2 separate regions of the Oryzias latipes genome follow, and region 1 is linked to region 2. The links are chromatin contacts, called in public Hi-C maps. All regions are on one chromosome and are shown on one strand. The core of a region is the stretch at or near the end of the contact, and the rest is flanking DNA. Distances in the headings are between cores, read along the strand shown.

The links. Hi-C and Micro-C count contacts between places; a contact is called where the count stands out from the background.
Region 1: a contact with region 2 is called in a Hi-C map of fibroblasts, with 2.9 times the contacts expected there. The contact joins two enhancer-like sites. A contact is called at or near these places in 2 of 5 Hi-C or Micro-C datasets (embryo and fibroblasts).

The regions. Positions count from the first base shown.
Region 1 is chr19:8,798,286-8,805,526 of ASM223467v1, forward strand. LOC101162079 (alpha-1,6-mannosylglycoprotein 6-beta-N-acetylglucosaminyltransferase B) reads right to left here. Exons shown (of 18, transcript XM_011488111.3): 12 at 6,003-6,145; 13 at 5,106-5,261; 14 at 4,790-4,936; 15 at 4,587-4,703; 16 at 4,390-4,464; 17 at 4,065-4,225; 18 at 2,926-3,202. The coding sequence ends at 3,013. Among protein-coding and RNA genes, the nearest start is that of LOC101162079, 13 kb to the right of the region's middle. Within about 2 kb of position 3,121, at least 1 of the 8 cell types and tissues checked has an H3K27ac peak or open chromatin away from gene starts, as enhancers often do.
Region 2 is chr19:8,582,112-8,589,149 of ASM223467v1, forward strand. All of the region lies in intron 5 of LOC101159862 (ankyrin repeat and fibronectin type-III domain-containing protein 1), which reads left to right. Among protein-coding and RNA genes, the nearest start is that of LOC101159862, 63 kb to the left of the region's middle. Within about 2 kb of position 2,845, at least 4 of the 8 cell types and tissues checked have an H3K27ac peak or open chromatin away from gene starts, as enhancers often do.

The DNA of each region.
Region 1 (7,241 bases), core at 1,871-4,370, 220 kb after region 2:
CTTCCATTTCTTAGCACTTTTTTTAAAAAGTAAAGTTAAAAGTTGTATTCTCTTCCTTGATGGATGTTACTTTTTTTTGTGGTGACATACAAAGTCATCAGGTTCCGTTGAAATTTTTTATATAAAAAAAATGCTCAGATAAATAATTTTGTCCACCCTCACTAAAGTTACATTTTCTTGATGAGAATTCCAGTTTAGCTTAGACTGTCTATAGTTTAGTTTAGCAATCAGCTATTGTATTTCCTGACTGAATTTATGTTTTTGTATGATTACTAGTGTTAAAGCCAGTTGAGACAACTAAAATGACATTGGGCTAAAATTGAATTATATTGAATTGCATGGTTTCTCCTTAATGTAAACCTCGGTTAGTCTGTTGGTGGATCCATAAAGATGATGTGCTACATGATTTCAGCTGCATGATTTTCTTTGAATATCTTTTGATGATTTGGTCATTTTGAACTCCCGAAGAGGTTCAAAAAAATGTTTTTAATAGAATATTGGCAGAGAATATTTTTACTGATTACGTTTTTTTTCATCAGATCAAAGTGACAACAGTGCATTTAGAAATATATACAAATAAATTACGCTTTTATGTTATAAAGTATTTCTTTAATATATTATGAAAATAACAATAAAAATAGTTATTATTTCTTGTAACAGAAGATTAGCATTTTCATTATTTGTCCTGTTCAAGAGAAAACCATCAACAAAACCTATATACAGATAACAGGACCAGAAATGTTTTTGCAAAAATGATTTAATTTCACAGTTTAATGCAAAATGTGCTTTACCATTTTTACTCTTGTTATTTTATAAATAGAAAAGCAATCATACATTTGTGTGAAAATTATATATTTTTAGATGTTGGACTATTTCTTTTTTTTCCTGTAAAAAAACTGATTATTTCAAAAATGAAATAAATGTAACTTACAATAAATGACTGTATTTAAAAAAAAAAACAACAACAAAAAAAAACAATTCTCTGGAAAGTTTTATGATTAAACCAATTGTTGCCCTAATACTAATGTGGTTTGTTTATAACAGAATTAGAAAAATAATGTAAATTTTTGGGACTTTGGGATGAGGTATTTGTCATCTACCATGTTTGTGAAGAGCTTATTAAAGACATCATATCTTCATCTTTAGTCGTGTCGTTTAACATGATTTTCAAAACCAATGTGTGGAAAATCCAGAGCTCCAATGACGTGAACCTTCTTCATCATACAAATATCTTTTTGTCCTGAAGGACATCATGCTGTCTGTCACAGTCAAATGGGTTTGGAGCAACCGTCTTAATCCTGTTAGTTCTGCTCTCTCATGCTGTGAGGTAAATCAGCAGAAGTGTGGAACAGGGAAACTTTTGACCACATTTAAATGTTTTTGGAGCCTTAGACTGAACTCTCTATTGCCCCCTGGGAAGTGAGTGACAGCTTTTATGTTGGCAAATGTGATATAAACTGTGACTCATCCAGAAATAACATCTTTTTCCTGAATGTTTCAAACACAACCCTCTGAGTCAAAGAATTACCTCTGAAACCTTGTCCTTTTTATTCCAAAATTGCTGTTTGACATGAACCAAAGTTAAATTCCATCACTTTTGGCCTAATTAAGCAAATCTCACACTGGATGTAGGGAAATCAGTTCATCTCAAAGGCTGTTTTCATGGGACATTTCACAGCTAGTTACGATCACATTTGTCAGTCCTGGTCTCCAACCACTGCAAGTAATGTGCTCAGGCTACACACACAACATTGAGCCAGAAAGTAACTTTTCCTACTAGTTAGATACTAGTAAGACATTTTAATGAGCATTAAAAATGTCTGTTTAGCATCCTTTGAGGCGTTTTCCCAACAGCAGAATCATGTATTCATCAATTCTCTATCACTGAACACACCGCTTTTGTTTCTTGAACAGGCTGCTCTGCAGGAGGAAGATGTTAAAACGAGTCTGTGCCGTAGAATTCACCGTTTTGGATTTTCCTTATAGTGGCTGACATTGCTAAATACCCTCGGGAAGTTCAGGGTCATGATTTGAGGCTAGATATTGGTCACGGCTAGGGGGTAATAGAGCACCTCTGGGCAACATTAGTCATTTGTTATCATATGTTATCATCAAAATGGTTTCAAAGTGCCATTTCCAGTAAATGACTTAAAAAAACACAATTAGGCCAGTCCTTTGTGACTTTTTTTCCAGTGTGTATTGAAAAGATAAACAATGCAGCTCTGCTGTTCCTTGCATTGGTTGCATGGATTTTAAAACACTGTTTAGGGGGTTTCTTGAGTCAGACAATTGGGAACCAATAGTTCATATAACAATTTAATCATGGCTGTCTGGCGCAGACCTCCCAATGGCATCCAGAGGTTATCCATGAATCGCCCAGATAATGAGCCTCATCGCTTAGCCTGTCATGCTCTCTCCTTTGAGGGGAAAATAATCTTCATAGCCAGCATAGCTACATAATCATAAACCCATTTAGATTGGTGCAATTTTAATTGAAAACGTTAATTTGATTTGGCACTGGTGCCTTGAATTTATCAGTTTTTAGTTGGTAAGCTTTCATTTGTTCATTTGCCCAATCACTCTAGTGTAAGAAAAGTTTTAGACTTGTCTCTGTATGTGTCAAAATATTTCATTTTTGGATATAAATAATTACAAACTTTACTACAGACAAGACTGTAAAACTTTCACTTGTTTTGTAAAGGCTGCTGCTTGGATGTGCTAGAAAAACCTATATGTGCAGAGCTTGCATTGGAAGGGGCTCTTGGATAAGATTTATTCCACTGAATTCTTTCATTTTGTGGTGTTTAACCCTTGTGCTATCTTAGATGACCCCACCCTTGCATTGACGTGTTATTCCTACCATGACAAAGGTGGATAAAGGTGGAAAGATTTCATGTAATCCATTGACACCAGTGAGGTTCACAAATCCTTGAAGAAAAAGGTTCAGCGCACTGTCTAGTGGGTCTAGATGACCCAACTCCCATTGTTAAAGTGCCTAGTATAGCACAAGGGTTACAGGCACTGTGGGCACAGTGCCACTTGTCCAGAACTGCAGGGACACAGTCTGCGGTGTGAAGGGTCAGAGCCAGCACAACTAAACAGCAGATTCTCCCGCTGAAGGCCACAGTGACGACCCCAAGGGTTGTAAGAGGGGAACAGATGGTTGACTTCCTGCACCATGCGAGAGCAGCCCAGTCCAAGCCTGCAAAATGGAAATTAGTGATAGATTTATGGAATGCCATACATCTCCTGATCCTCCTGGATTCTCTTAAAAGGAGGCGTCATGCCACATTCCTTTTTGAAATCCCTGAAATCTGTTAATATACCTGAGCGTGGAGGTATACAAGCCACAGGAGCAATGAGAGCAAGGCCGCCTAAATGTCAAGTTTTTTTCTAAATTGTTTTAACCACCAGGTTTAGCTTTCTAATGAAATACCAATGTGTTACATTTATTTTTTTTAAAAAGTGTTAGAATACATGACAGCAAAGTTAAACATAAATATGGTGATTTCTTTTGACAACAAAATTATCAAATACATCTTAAATTTGGACTTGTGGGCTTTTTAATTGTAATTTGTCATTTCTGGTGAATAAATGGACAAGACAAACATAGAGGTTAATTGTTAACAATTTAATTATTGTTAGAATTACATAACTGGATAGAAATCAACCAAAAATGCAGTTAAAAGAATTATAAACTACATAAAAAGAATATAACTAATCTCTGTGATTGTCTTCTCTTCATGATAGTTATCAAATCTATATCTGGAAAACAGAAATAAGTTATTATTTGATATGATTTTTAAAAATTTGCATTTCCACACAAAAAGCAAAATCTTCTGAGATGATGACTTAGAGATCTAACCCCTTAACTTTCAACTCTAGGTTCCGTAGTTCTCAATTTTTTTCATTTTTCGTTTTCATTATTAGTAAACCCTTATGATGTAAAGCTATTTTTGAGAGGTGAGAGGTTTCAGCATCATTTTGGAAAAAAAAAATCATTTTTTGTGTTTTTCTGTGAAGCAAAGATATGTGCATGTAGTACATGTCTGCTGTTTTCTCACCTGGTGAAAGCCGCAGGAGTGTTGAGGTGATGAAAGAGAGCAGGCTCGCACCACAGTGACGAGTGTTGACACACACTCACACAGGACTGACCCAGTGGACCCAAGTGCACCTTTAAAGCACTCTCTGGGGGCCAAGTAGGTACGGATGTACTGCAGAAGTTCTTGATGGATTCAGAATCAGGAAATAGATGAGAAAATGTAAACTTATCATTAATGTGAGTTGTTAAAATAGCTTTTTAGCTCATTTAAAACAGTATCAAATGTGCTTTTACTATGACACTGCTGGTAGTTATTAACTTTTGGAATTAAAAATGTGTTATTGGACCTGGTAGGTGATGTAACTATGAACCCGCTCCAGCATTCCCACACAAGTGAACTCTCGAGGAGTGAAAGGTTTCACCTGCAGAAACATACACAAACTCTTTTATTCAGAGCTACCATGAGTGGAATTTAGAGAAAATGAGATTAATGTTTATGTACTTATAACAAAGCTGTTCTTAGTTCTAGGCGAGTGACAGCTACCTCAGTGTTTAGAATAGACTTGACTGCCTCTCGAACAGCAGTCGTGTTGGTCATGTCCACAGTCAGCACGTAGGGTTTACCAATGAACTGTTCTGCGTACGGGTGCTGGGAGGAGATCTGACCATGAAAGTCATTGACTGTTTTTAGATCACAGCAACAATTTATAATGTTTTTTTTCCACTTTTGGTAGTTTTTTTTTTTACTTTTCTTGTGGTGGGTTTGCCCTTGTAGAAATTGTTGTTGTCTGATGTGTGTGGAGGGTCAAAGCGTGGTTGGAGGAAAATGCAGCCCAGAGCTATGGCTTCAATAGGAGCAGGACCCTCATATGGGAAACCGAGCCCAATAAATACCTGGAACACAGAAACAACAGAAAAAGCAATAAGTGATAAACAAATCAGGTTGTTATTATTAGTTTTGATACACACCAAATTCCGTTTGGAGCTATAAAACATGCTCTGCTTTCAGAGGAAATCATTTCCATGTTTGGTAGAATTATTCTGTGACAGCTTCGTCTCTCACCTTGGCTCTGTGGAGAAGTTTTAGGAATTGTTCTTGTGTCAGGAGTCCATGGTTTTTCACAAAACTGGGCAAATTGGAAGAATGGTGTGAAGCCTGGTAGACTGTGCCATGAGTCTCCAGTTCTTCACTGATTATTCGCACATATTCGGATTTACCCTGGTACCAAAAAACAGCAAAAATACAAAACAAAACATGTAAACAAATGTATACCCACACACTGAAAATGAAAATTTAAAGATCCACTCCAATGAAAAATGTGTTTTGGTGTTTTTAATATGTTCTTGTGGTATTTGTCTCATGATGGAGGACATATCTAAAGACAATTAAGCTTAAAATTGCATTTCTGGGTGTTTATTTATTCAAATCATTGTTAATCATAAGCACACAGAAAGGAAATGCTGTTGGAAAAAGCTTATGTGACGCAGAAGCTACTACGGCAAGCCACAGGCTCCCTGCTCTGTCCCGTTCTGATGCCTCCACTTGTAAACGACTATGTCTTCATTTTTCTCGTTCGAGCTGGCATCTAGTCATAAATAAAATATGACTAGAAATAAAAAAATAGACATTTTTTAAAAGACCAACATAGAAAAAAATATCCTGTCACTCTACATTCAAGCAAGTTAACTTATAGGTCCACGTATTTAAAGTGCTATAACATAACAAACTTGTGAGCAATACATAAACTTAGGTTTATTGCTGCTTGCCCGGGTTTATTGTATCCCCACCGCAACTCACACTGAAAGGGACCGTGGTAAGGCATCTCACAAACCAACTTAAAAATAATAAAACCAAATGTGAAAATCCCTACAAAATAAAATGACAACGTGTGTCTTCATTTAAACCTTCCAGTAGTTCTTGGAAACAGTTATTTATTCGCTTCTCGTTTGGAGATACTACCTGCCACATGTAGTCCTGTTTGCCATAGACAACTGCTATCCGCTCTTTCCTGTAGCTCTCTGGCTCCAGCCTATCCTTACTCTTTTCCGTCTTTAGTGCCTCCTCACTCACAAAACCCAGGAAAGAGTTGTCAGGAGTGTGAGCTGCAGAAAAGAATATGTAATGCAGAAAAATACCAACATAGAGACTGAATCAAAACTTTAGCTTTCATCCCTTTACGCCTGAATTTATTTCCAGCAAAAGAAATTACATATGTTTTTGCTTTCAAGTAGAAGTTAAGTTAAGGTAATTTTGGAGCCAAAATATTTACATCAATAGGTGTCAGGAGGTTCATCAAACAAGAGAAAGAAGAGATGAGAAAAAAATGTGTCTTCGTGTCTGCTCATGCTTTCTATGCCCTCTTTGCCCCAGAAACTGTTTATTTTAGAAAACTAGATCAAACATGGGGAATACTTCCACACTCATCTCCACAAAGGATGACCCAAAACAAATGAAGCTATGAGCAAAACAAATGTTCCTGAAACATCCCCAAAAACTACTTCTGGCCAACATTGATGGACAAGCTTATTAAGACAGTGGCTTAGATTCTGTGTCAGAAGAAAAACATTCTGAAGACATCAATCATCGGTTGAGGAAAGTGAGTTGTCCACATAAAATAGCAGATTAGGTGTTTTGATAAGCAGCTGCTGTTTTTTGACATGCTTGGGAAGGTGATGGAGAGAAGTGTTTACTTTGGAAAGAATGTGCCATCAACACTACCAGTCGAAGCTGCATACAGAGTCAAGTCTGCATGTGTTGGAATCTACAGTTCTCCTCTGTCTTGTTGAAGACATCTGCTAAATCTGTCTCAATTCATTCCCAGTGTTACCCTGTTGGATCTGTTTTTGCCTTTACTTGTCTCCAATGCCTTGGTCCACAGCTTTACACACTCACACATCAGATTGACGCAATAGGCCAAAACAAAATTCAAAATTACTTGTTTTTTTTGTGTATATACTTTTTTAGCCGGTAGAGATTATTAGAACTAAGGACTTTCTTTTGTGTCTTTTGTTACATCTTTAACTGAAACCCCATTCACACACACACACCTTCACAAGACAAACAACATTTTGATGTATGAAGAGCTGAGCTGCTCTGGGTTGACTGCTTCCAGCTTGTGTCCATCTCCACGGAAAAATAACAGGAAAAGACTGCGGAGTGAAGCTTTCTCTGGGTATTGGCTCAAACAAACCCTACCCT
Region 2 (7,038 bases), core at 1,595-4,094:
TTACACTGGTACCTCGTTTTAAGTCATTTCAAATGGAAGTCTGTGAACCTGTTTGGCTAAAGGTTAGCAAGTGTAAAAATTCTACAAGGCACAAAAACAAGTTGTCGAACCTGTCTGCTAATTTTTTTGAAAGCGTACAATTTGTTTTGTGCCTTTGATGAATATGCAATATGGACATCTACATTACATTGTGAACAAGATCTACTTAGCACATACAATGTTATTTATCAAATGTGAAACAAGATTGCACAAGCTGTTTTGATTCTACGGTTTGTTCCTTAGAAAACAATATGCAGCGTCTTTTTTGCTCTTATAAATATCTTAGCATGCAAGAGATTTTTTTTTTTTTTTAAACAGACATGTCCAGTGTCTGCGACTCTCCTGCACTCTTCATCTCCTCCAACCTCTGACTGATGTGCCCTGGGGCAGCTGACAATGACGGCACTTACCACCTCCTCTACCCCATCTTTAATTCTTTCTATAAGGGAATTTTTTAGCCATCGTCAGCACAGACACAAGCTAGCAAGTTGCTGAGTGTGCACTCCAATGGATTCCAACATAGAGTGCCACCTTTGCCTTCCTGGCACAGAAAGCAGTGCATGTCTCATGCTTCAATAGAGGTCAGACCCTCTTCAAGGGGGCTGCAAACTATTTAACTTGTTCATTGCACTCATTCTTTCTACTTTATCGCATTGATTTATTTTGTGCAATCCATATCTCATGCTACATCCTAATTCAACTTCTGCAGTATGCGCCTGGAACCTATCGGAACTACAACATGACAAAGATGAGATACACCTCTGACAGTTTGTCATTCCACCACAGGGTCAAACGCACACAGATACACATACACAGCACAATTTAAGTCTCAGTCATCCTATCCAAGTTATTTTTCATAACTGTTGGAGGAGGCCAGAGGGCCTGGAGGAAAACCCGCACATGCACTGGGAGAACATGCAAACTCCACACATAAAGGACCCAGCTAGGATTCGAACCAGGCGTCCTTGCTGTAAGCCAATTGGGCTGACAGGTACACTACCGTGCTGCTGTATTCCTATTTATTAGAATTTATCATTGAATATTTAGAATTTTAGTTCAAGGGTATCCTCAGTTAGAGGTGTCTGTATCAGGGAGGTTGGTTCCAGCTGTAGGGCTTTTCCATGATGCTGATGCCTGCATATGGCTGCAAATACAAGTTTATTTGTAATTATTCAATATATTTGTTTTATATTTCTACAAATATGTTAAGCACCTTGCACAAAATAGAAAAAATAAAATATATATCATATTGGTTTATTGCCATACCTGACTGCAAATATATTCAGCTTCACATTTATGTATGCTGACTTTGTTTTAAGGCATTTTCTACTCTTATTTACATTTCCACTAGCTTTTTAAATAAAATTGTAATAAAGTCAATGAAACAAGAGTTTTATATTCAGGTCAGCAAATGATAACAGCACTAGTGAGAGCCAAGTATTTATAAAAGCCTTTACATGTTGTTTGTTTATAAATTGAGTCAAGTTCATTCCTTACAACTGACATCAGACTCATACTGTGCACACACGCGCACACACATTTTTCTCTGTTCACTCATTGTACTGAAAAAACACAGTCTCTTGTGGACTTGTGTACACAAACCATTGAAGTCTTATTTTAAACACACTTTCACCTTCTTACACACACATACTGTATACACACTGGCTTGCCAGCAGGCCTGAGCACATCCTCTGTATTACTGACACCTCCTGGCTACTTTATGAATTGGACAATTGAAATGATGTTTGCAGGATAAAATTAAACATATTGGATAGCCCAATTTCAGTCGTCCATGACTGCAGAGAAAGGATAAACATATCTCTAAAGACTTTTAAAAAAAAGTCTGGACTTAATAATCAATGGGACTAACAAACAGTAAATTAGAAAATTTTAATAATTTCAAAATTTCACCTGCTGAAAAGTTGTTTTGTGAAGAAGAATAAAGTTGTGAAGGTGTCAGATGTTTTCAAGACGTCTGTCAACCTTTCAGTGGGGCCTCCTTGTTGACACAATAATGCAGATTCATGACTATTAAACTAATTATTTAAAAATGAATTTTGGAACAGAATTTGCTTCCCATACCATTATCTGGTCTATCTTGTCTATCCGGCCTTTGTTGATGAAGCCAGCTAGCTTTCACTTTATTCTTCAGCTCACACGCCTCCCTCCGTCTTACTGTGAGGTGAATCCTGATCATCAGTAATACCCTCTGTTTTTTGTATCTCTCAAACGGCTCTCGAGAGGCCCCTGCCGTCTCTTATTTTCTGCCAGCCTGTCTCTTTAAGGTTCTGTTTGTTTATGTCGAGGCCCAGCTCAGTGAGACCTGTGCAGGCTCAGTGCTGGGCTCCTTTCATAGGGGCTCCATTTTGTTCTTAATAAAATGGCACTCAGTGGCCGGGGGACTGGCAGGCACCCAGCACCCTGGGAAACCAAAGAATGCCGGCCTTCATTTAGCGACAAACATCTATTGCCTGAGGAGGCTAGTTCTCCACTCCGCTCCTCAATGCTGCTGCTGCTGGAGCCTGTCTCACTATATGTGTGTGTGTGTGTGTCACCACGGTTGAAGGAGTCAGGTATGGCAGCTCCTCTCATAGCTGGCCTCATGTTGACGTTTGCTTACACCATTCTGTCTTTCCTGACCCAGCTTCGGCCGGCCGCTCGAAAACATGTTGCCCCACTTCTCCTTCTCATCCCCTGCCTCTCGGGCCCTCGCTCTCAATCATTGGGTTTGAATGGTGGGAACAGAGCAGCCATTAAGATGCATATTTAGAGGTGCTCACTCCTCCCCCTCCCATCTGCCCTCTCATAAGACACACACACGCACATTGTAAGTCACTGAGAGTGCATGTCACAGGGGACGCACGCATCTTTACACCCCCACACACTCGCACTCACACACACTGATGCATTCTTGAATGAAAGCTTTGCATTATTGGGTTGTTTCTGTTCTGTCATCCACTTTACTCCCAATCCCTTGCTCAAAAATGTCAGAGAAAGAAGCCGCAGGTATTATTTTTACCTTTATTTTAGCAGAAGTCATTTTGACAGGGTAAGTAAAGACCATGCATTTGACCACATGTGAGCAGGAATAGATGTGGATCCAGGAACAAGGTTTTTAACGCTACACAATATGTTGACACATACAAAAACAGATGATGACAGTGGAATGTGTGTCCTGTAGTCCGGGAAGCTGTGGTTTTTAAAATTCAGCTACTTCAGCTTGTGCACAGTCACCCAACAAAAACCTGCTCGGTGCTAAAACTGTAAGAGAACACAGAGTGAGTGATGCAGGCAAATGATGCTGGATGAAAAGATAAAAAAAAGTGACGATGTTAGGAAGGAGACAAGGATTGACAAGTGCAATAAAACTGCTCACGGATGATATTTTCTTCTAGATTTTCTTTTTAACAGTACAAAATAAAAGGGAAAAAAGTGAAATATATTTTCAGAAAAGGAATAACAAGCACAAATGAAAAGAAAATGTGAGGATGATGAAAGAGGAAATGATAGTTGCAGGCAAACCTGCAATCGTCTGGGGGAGGATAAGGCAAAAGTGAAGGCTGGGAGAGCGGAGTAAGGCAATGTCTTTTGTTTCCTGCTAATGGGACTCATATGACAGATTTTGGAAACAATGAGTCATAGAGAGCAAGACTGTCGCAACTATTGGGGAAAAGCAGGCTCCATGCACCAGAGGATTGTGTTTGTAGCTATTGTAAAGTGATATTTTATTTCCCCCCGAACTTTTAAATCATACTTAAGTAATGTGGAATTAACACAACTGCTTATTTTTTGCAGAATGATAACTTTAGGTTGAAAACTTAACTCTAGATATTCATACATGTCAAAAAGTGGATGCTGTATTGCAGTTGCTGTCCTCCATCTTTGATCTTGGTGTACTAGATAATTGCACTTGGTGTGCGTTTGCATGTGTGACTTAGCGTGGTGAAAGATGGACACCACATTATTGACAGTCACTGATGCATAGACGGACAGGTGGACGTTGGGTTAAGATACATGTAAACCCATTTTATAGAGTTATTTGTTCTCTCTTCTTCCAGCTGCCGCCCTCTTTCAACATGAAATATTTCAACACAAATCCTCTCACTCCATTATTGCCCCACCCACACCCCCATGGCAAAGCAAGCACATGCATTCAAACTGGCTCATTGATTCCATGCTGCCCGGCTTGCATGTTTTTGTTGTAGTTTTGCTTTAATCTGGCTGAAACGCACTTAAAGTGTTTGGAACTAAAGTAAAAGCAAAATTTTGCTTTAAGGTTTTTATGGCTTCTCGTCAGCCTCTGTTAGGGAAGGTGATAGAGTGGTCGGCGTTGCTTGCAGCACTGCCATCAAGAACAGTTGTGGCCTTGAGTCACCCCATCTACCTTGATATGTTTGTTTTATTTCCCTCAGTGTCATTTTTATCAACCAACTGTAGCTGGAAAGTAAAACTTAAAGGAAAAAAATACGTGTTGGAAAGAATATTTATCATAATTTGTTTAGTATCAGTGCTCTGTGATGATTTACTGTGGGATTTGTGCAGCCAAGTAACAGAATTTCTTATCTTGAGCCATTTTACCATTAAAGAAGACTTAAAGGTACAGCTAAATCAGGGGTATGCAAAAAAACAACAGGATGAATTTTATTTTGAATGGAACTTTTTTTTAAATTGTTATATAAAGAAAAAGAAAAATAGAACATGTTACACTTCAATTACTGTATTTTGTCAAAAGCAAAAATTTATGAATAAAAGCCTTAATGACATCAAAAACAAATTATAAAATATGTTTTTTTCTAAACGTTGAATTGGGACTTTTCGGTTCTCGCTGGGTTTTGGTCAGTAAGAAACGGGACAAAATGGCTCCGTTATAGTGTTAGAGGTTGCAGTCCTCTGAGCTTGATTATAGTTTGAAGAGTGTTAAATTATTAATTTTTTTAGAACTTTCTATTTCTATTTTTTAATTAATGTTTGAAATTGAATTTTTCAGTTAAGAACTCCCAACTCTCTTTTTCATGTTATACCAGAAGTTATTATTGTTAACAGAATTCACAATTTGTGTTGATTACTAAATCAAATTCTGAAGTGTTATTTTGGCTTTAAACATTGTTTTTTTCCCCTTCAAAACATTTAAATCAATTACCAATGATAGGTAATGGCTCTGTGAAGATTCAGATAAATTGCCAACGCTGTTTTTCGGTTTGATTTTAGCCTTTATTGTGTTATTTAGTTGTGGTTGAAACTTACACTTGTCATTCTACATTTATATTTACTATTAAAAACACAAGCTATTAATAAACGACAATTTGGGTAATTTATTGCCATCTATCTATCTATCTATCTATCTATCTATCTATCTATCTATCTATCTATCTATCTATCTATCTATCTATCTATCTATCTATCTATCTATCTATCTATCTATCTATCTATCTATCTATCTATCTATCTATCTATCTATCTATCTATCTATCTATCTATCTATCTATCTATCTATCTATCTATCTGACAACCGTGGGTGGTTTCTCCCCCAAACTCGGGTCCTCTACCAGAGGGGTTTCTCCCCCAAGCTCGGGTCCTCTACCAGAGGCCTGGGAGCTTGAGGGTCCTGCAGTGTCTTAGCTGTTCCTGGCACTGCACTTTTCTGGACTGGTCTGAGGTCTTTCCAGGGATCTGTTGTAGCCACTCCTCCAGCTTGGAGGTTACTGCCTCGAGTGCTCCAATTACCACAGGCACCACTGTCACCTTGACTTTCCATGCTTTCTCCAGTTCTTGTCTGAGTCCCTGGTATTTCTCCAGTTTCTCGTGTTCCTTCTTCCTGATGTTCCCATCGCTTGGCACTGCCACATCCACAACAACGGCTTTCCTCTGCTCTTTATCCACCACTACAATGTCTGGTTGGTTCGCCATTACCATTCTATCAGTCTGGATCTGGAAGTCCCACAGGATCTTTGCCCTCTCATTCTCTACCAACTTCGGAGGTGTTTCCCATTTTGACTTTGGGGTTTCTAGTCCATATTCTGCACACATGTTCCTGCATCCTATTCCAGCCACTTGATTGTGGCGCTCCATGTATGCTTTCCCTGCCAGCATCTTACACCCTGCAGTTATGTGCTGGATTGTTTCAGGTGCCTCTTTACACAGCCTACACCTTGGGTCTTGTCTGGTGTGGTAGGTCTGAGCCTCTATTGCTCTGGTACACAGAGCTTGTTCCTGAGCTGCCAGGATGAGTGCTTCAGTGCTATCCTGTAGGCCAACCCTTTCTAGCCATTGATAGGACTTCTTGATATCAGCCACTACAGTTATGGTCTGGTGGTACAACCTATGCAGGGGTTTGTCCTCCTATGAGGGTCCGTCCTCCCGAACTGCTTTCTCTACTCTCTATTGCCTGAGACATTCACTGAGCACATTGTCAGTTGAGGCCTTGAGCTTGATGTATTCATGGATCTTGGATGTTTCATCCTGGATAGTGGCTTCCACGCTCAATAGTCCTTGCGGCTAGCGTACAGTCTCAGGGTGCTGGATTTTGGATGGAACCCTCCATGCATGGTGAGGAGCTTTCGTGTCTTAACATCCGTGGTCTGTATCTCTTCCTTTGGCAATTTTATTATTTCTGCAGGGTATCTGATAACTGGCAGTGCGTAGCTGTTTATTGCCCAGGTCTTATTGTTGCCATTAAGCTGGCTTCTCAGGACTTGCCTTACCCGTTGGAGGTATTTGGCTGTTGCAGCTTTCCTTGGTGCCTGCTCCAGGTTGCCATTTGCCTGTGGAATTCCAAGGTACTTGTAACTGTCCTCAATGTCTCCCATTGTTCCTTCTGGGAATAGACCCCTCCTGTGTGGACTACCTTGCTTCTCTTTGTCACCATCCGGCTACATTTCTCGAGCCCGAATGACATCCCAATGTCAGTACTGTGGATCCTGGTGGTGTGGATCAGGGAGTCAATGTAGCGCTCGCTCTTAGCATATAGCTTGATGTCATTCATGCAAAGGAGGTGACTGA